Regions from separate parts of the Mus musculus genome. Here region 2 is linked to region 1. The links are chromatin contacts, called in public Hi-C maps. All regions are on one chromosome and are shown on one strand. The core of a region is the stretch at or near the end of the contact, and the rest is flanking DNA. Distances in the headings are between cores, read along the strand shown. Region 1 overlaps Nr1h4 (nuclear receptor subfamily 1, group H, member 4). Region 2 has its middle 9.1 kb from the start of Slc17a8.

What was found. Hi-C and Micro-C count contacts between places; a contact is called where the count stands out from the background.
Region 2: a Hi-C map of bone marrow-derived macrophages shows a contact between it and region 1, with 27 read pairs. The contact joins two enhancer-like sites. A contact is called at or near these places in 9 of 39 promoter capture datasets (the C10 cell line, the HPC-7 cell line, cranial neural crest and 5 more), 1 of 15 datasets of contacts at CTCF or cohesin (the NIH/3T3 cell line), 21 of 484 Hi-C or Micro-C datasets (the C10 cell line, the HPC-7 cell line, the MPC-11 cell line and 11 more), 6 of 115 datasets of contacts at active chromatin or transcription factors (cardiomyocytes, embryonic brain, embryonic stem cells and 1 more) and 3 of 9 other capture datasets (adipose tissue, liver and macrophages).

The regions. Positions count from the first base shown.
Region 1 is chr10:89,483,803-89,486,502 of GRCm38.p6, forward strand. The region is part of intron 2 of Nr1h4 (nuclear receptor subfamily 1, group H, member 4); the gene reads right to left. Among named protein-coding and RNA genes, the nearest start is that of Nr1h4, 22 kb to the right of the region's middle. Within about 2 kb of position 1,314, at least 18 of the 459 cell types and tissues checked have an H3K27ac peak or open chromatin away from gene starts, as enhancers often do. A contact at or near this core is called in bone marrow-derived macrophages, where this site is marked.
Region 2 is chr10:89,629,036-89,631,735 of GRCm38.p6, forward strand. No RefSeq gene overlaps it. Among named protein-coding and RNA genes, the nearest start is that of Slc17a8, 9.1 kb to the left of the region's middle. Within about 2 kb of position 1,261, at least 5 of the 459 cell types and tissues checked have an H3K27ac peak or open chromatin away from gene starts, as enhancers often do. A contact at or near this core is called in bone marrow-derived macrophages, where this site is marked.

The sequences.
Region 1 (2,700 bases), core at 64-2,563:
ATTGGGGGACAATTATGGGCCAGTAAGTGCTATGTGCTGACGCTATAAAGGCAAACAATCCGTCCCTGCCCTCGCAGAGTTTAAAGGTTGACCAAAAGCAAATGCATGCAAATAACCAAACAAGGAAAGAGTAGGGTTCGTGTGGATACTGTTGGACGCTGTGCTGAGGCAGGACGCATGCAGGGAACTGTTAATATAGCAAGTGAGGGGTTAGAGATTTGGCACTGGAATCAAGAGCACTGGGTGCTCTTGTGGAGGACAGGGTTGGGTTCTCCAAACCCACGTGGTGTTTTTACAGCCACTGATAACTTCAGTTCCAGGAATCCAACACCTTCTTTCGACTTCCGTGAACATCAGGCATGCAGGCGGTACACACACACCCATGCGGACAAAACTCTCATACAACACACAAAATTAAATAAATACTCCTTTTTTTCAAAACCTCGAACGTGAGCAGCAAGCAAAAATCTAGAACACGTGTTGTTGTTTACCAGGTAGTTAGGAAGAAAGTTACTATTCAAGGTTTGAGTTTTTCCCCACTAATATAGACAGCCTTGCCTAGCCATAAAAATTGCCAAGCGTGATTTAAAACGCAGTATCTCCCCAGAGATGAACAGTCTAGCTGCAGCCAGTTCAGATAAGATGCATCAAGCCAGGAAGAGAATGTGACTCTTCCTTCCTTCATGTCCTCATCTGCTTGTTCTTCAACGAGTTAACCATAGCTTCCAATATTCCCAGGGTTGGTGGCAGTAAGCAGGGACATGTATTTGGGGAGCGAAGAAGTAACAGAAAAACTAATGCTTGTTTGGTACAGAAGTTTACACACTCACAATTTCATTTTCTTAGGTTTTGATGACATGCTGTAGACCATGATTCAGAGATAAGCCCCTTGCAAATTTTGAAATTACACATTTCTGAGTAGTGTGATGAATGGGATTTATTTTTATTTTTATTTTCTTGCAGCCTCACCCAGGATTAGAATCATTCCTTCAGCCAGGAAATCCATGGTGTACTGATTACCTATCCAGTGGCATTTGAGAGATCTCATGTGTGCAAGAAATTCTATTGCACATCATTCACATTTTTTTATTTTGTCATTGATTATTACTGATAATTTTCCTGTGCCTAATTCATGCCTGTATAGCTGTGTATATGATTCACAGTTTGAAGCCACCACTGGGTATCTTGGGATGTAGCCACTGTGGATGAAGGTGGACCATTTTGTTTTCATAACTGGGGTATATGTGGCAAATTTCAAAGTTAACACTTCCTCTCTTGGGTTGGGCTCTTCCCTTCCTGTCACTGGGCTACTTTCAGTCATGCTTCCTTGATGATAACAAAGCAGTTTCAATTCTAGCTTTTTCCATTCTAGGTTTACTCCTGTCCTACTTGGTGTCAACTGTCAAGTTGACAGCACCCAGAATCACCAGGCTTTTTAAAAGTCTCAGTCAATTGGTTTAATTAGGTTGGTCTGTGGGCATGTCTATGAAATAATCTTAAATGTTAGTTGATGTAGGTGGGCCCAGTCCACTGTGGTGGTACCATTCCCCAAACAGATGGTCTTGGGCTATAAGGAAGCTAACTAAACATGGTCCTGAACACCCCAAGGAATGTGCCAGCAAGCAGTGTTCTTCCAGCCAGCTTGGTTTGTGTTGTACTACTTTGAGTATAAATGAGTTTTCAACTGGAGGCAACACTGCAGGAAACAGCAAGCAGACCTGCCTTGACTTCGCTCAATGATGGACTGTGACCTAGAAGTATAAGTTGAAATGAGCCCAGTCTTACTCTAAGTTGCCTTTGGGCATCGAGTTTTATCACAGCAGCAGAAAGAAAACAGAACAACTCTATATCCTTTGCACTGAGGTCTTTCTGTTTGAAGTTCTTATCAAGGACTTATAACTTCATAAAGACTTGCTCTTGTCTAAGACATAAGTTGTTATTTTAACAGATGTTGGGTTAATAGCATTTATTACTTACATTCTATTGCTCGAACCACTTTGCCACCACTTAGCTACTTTATCATAATATCAATTATTCTCCTCCCCTATAATATAAAGGAAAGGAAAGGAATACAGAAACATTAAATGTTTGGCCTTGATTTGGGGACAACTGAAAATCAGGAAGACCCTCAATTGCTCTGCTCTAGTTGCCTCTCCAGGGACACAGGACAAGCGAGAGTAGCTTAACACTCAGCGCCGACAGAGAACTGCATTCTCTGATGTTCCAGCTATCAAGATGGGCAAGGTATCCCTGTCTTCAGAACTCTCAGCTTGGGAATATGAAGAAGTAAATTCAGAGCAGAGTACAATATAGGCTGACAGCTAAATATGTAATACATGATTGAACTATGGAAGAAGAATATTAGGATATAGAACAGAATTTTGAGTCATTTCTATGTGCTTACAAAGGTTGCAGTGTGTCTTAGAGGGGGAGAACAATAATCCTGCAGACATGGAGAGTTGCGTATTTATTATGGGAACTATGAAAAATAGTTATCCATTATCCAGCTATCATTCAGAAAGTTTTACAATAAAATAACTCTAATCTAAGGATCTCCTGATGCCTAAGAATCAAATGTCAAGCTAGGGTAACCCTAATTCCAAGTTGGGAAATCAGAAAAGGCTCTTTGAAAAATTTGAATGAGGGCTTACAGAATAAGTTTTGAAACATGTACCATGCGGAAGGAGAGACCTTCCGCGG
Region 2 (2,700 bases), core at 11-2,510, 150 kb after region 1:
GACTCAACAAGGTGGAAGAAAACTGACTCTCAAACGCTGTTCTCTGATGTCCACATGATCACCATGGCATCTCATACACACACACCTGCATCTCACACACACACTTGCATGCACACATGTGGGCACACACTCACAAGAACACACACATGTGCACACACACACAGTCACTCTTGAACACACACATGTGCACACATACAAGTGCACACGCACAGATACACACACACACATACACACTCACACTCCAAAGGTTTTATTATAAAAGAACTCATACTTATGACCCAAGGGTAATGGCATGTTTCTTTAATTCTAGCACCCAGAAAGCTGAGGCAGGGGGATCACCACAAGCTTGGGGCTTTCGGGGCCTTTTTTCCAGTAAGAGCCTGTCTCAAAAGGTAAAAACAAGTAAACCCAAATCATTCGTTCATTTGGTTGCTCCCTGGTTGTCTCTCATTTCCGTTTAGAGACATGGCTCTCCAGGACAAAACACATTAACATGGTACTCTAGTTTCCAGTGATAACAACAGTGGAATTGTCCTTCTTTCTCCTGAACCACCAGCTACCTGTGGGCTATGTGCAAATACTGGTTGGTAAGTACCATGAATCACTGTCCCCTCCTTTTGAGGAAACGGGGAGACATCGGTTCCTCCGGCCATGTGTCATTAAATCATAGTGGGGGGAAAGGCTTTGCTTTATGCTCCATGCAGAGTGACTTTTAAAATTTTCGTTGATACTTAGGTGGCATCCAGAACCAAAATAAATTATAAACCCTGGTAAATTTAATAAGTGCAGTTGGGACAGAGTGGAGCATGCTGAAATGTTACCAAAAGATCAGGATTACAAAGCATGTTGAGATATTTTTATCGCCTTCACTTTCCAATTTAGTGAGTGTGTGTGTGTTTGTGTGTGTATGCGTGTCTCAGGGGACAACTTGCCTGAGTCGGTTTTCTCCTTCTACCTAATGTGGATACCGGGAATCAAACTCAGGTTTTCAGGAGCCCTGGTGGCAAACTCCTTCACCTGCTAAGCGAGCTACCTTTGCTGTTATTGAGGTATGACAAATCCTGAGTGTCCAGATAATTTCAGGTTGAGAATGAGGAAGAAACTCACACATCTTCCACAAGCCTTTCTCTTGAGGGGCTCTTCTAATGACTCTAACCACAGCAAAATGTCCCTGACAAGGTTTTCTCAGGGTTCTTTATGTTACAAGGATGAGCGCTCCTTGGAAGCAGGCTAATGTGAATTGCTTGGGAAACAGCGACACCTTCTGGTAGTTTGTAGATTAAATAGATTCACAGCATATACAGTTTCCCCCAGAAATCAGCTAGCCACTGACTTCAAATAATATTATTTCTTCTAAAATGTTTCAACCCCCTGTGAATTCTTAAATTTCTAAAATACTTTAATTTAAAATATTTCAAAATATCAATGGTCAGATACAAACGACACTGTCGATTGTTTCGGTATTTGCTTTGCTGTTGCCTTAATGCCAAATATTTTAATCCAACACTAATTCCACTTTTCCTTCTCATCAAAAGTTTTTGAAAGAGAGCTGGGGTGATGGTCCAACAGGCACAAGCTCTGGCCACACAAGCATAAGGACCAGAATTGTAATACCCAGGTCATGGTGGCCACCTGTAAGCTCAGCACCCTAGAGACAGGGTTAACTCCAGAGCAAGCTGGCTAAAGTGAGATAGATGCTGCCTCAGAGTAGAAGACAGAGAGGGATAGAAAAAGGTGCCCAGTGCCAACTGTCTATACCCAGACATATGCATGCCCACACATGTGAACGCACACATATACACATGCACACCACACACACAACAGATCATAGAAAAATTATCCAAAGCCAGGTGTCCATGGTTCATGCTGTTTATCCCAGCATTTGACCAATGGAAGCAAGAGGAATGTCAGGAGTTCAAGGCCAGCCTGGGCTATAATGTGAAACAAAAGTTAATTGCCCAACCCATACAGTGGCACACTCCTGTGATCTCAGCCCTTGAGGAAGCTGAGGCAGGAGGATTTCAAGTTTCAGACCAGCCTAGGATACATAGTGAGACCGTGTTTAAAAGTAATATTACCAGATGGTACTAGAGCATGCTTTTAATTCACTCAGAAAGCACTCAGAAAGCAGAGGGAGGCGGATCTCTGGGAAATCAAGATCACTCTGGTCTACAGAGTGAGTTCCAATACAGCCAGGGCTACACAGCAAAACCCTGTCTCCAAAAGTCAAAACAATAATAGAATAAATAACAATGATGAAGATAAGCAAGTTTGGTCAATTCAATAGGACCCCTGGTTTCAGAAGGACTTGGGGAGTTATCTCAACCAATCCCATGCCCAGGATTTCCAATTCTGAGAAAACGTGGCTCCTCCGTAACCCTATTACCACAAGCACCCTTCTAAAAGTGCTCTGAATGCCCAAGCTCAGGCAGGCCCTGTCTCCTCTGTGAAGACCTTCCCTAGACTAGCCCAAGTGTTGGCTTCCTGGCTCCCAGCTGCAGCCTACTTGGTGGCTCTCTCTCTCTCTCTCTCTCTCTCTCTCTCTCTCTCTCTCTCTCTCTCTCTCTCTCTCTCTCTCTCTCTCTCTCTCTCTCCCTCCCTCCCTCTCTCTCCTCTCTCCTCTCTTCTCTCTCTCTCTCTCTCTCTCCCCCCCCTCTCTCTCTCTCTGCCTGCTTACCAAGCTGCCTGCCCAACTTAGTG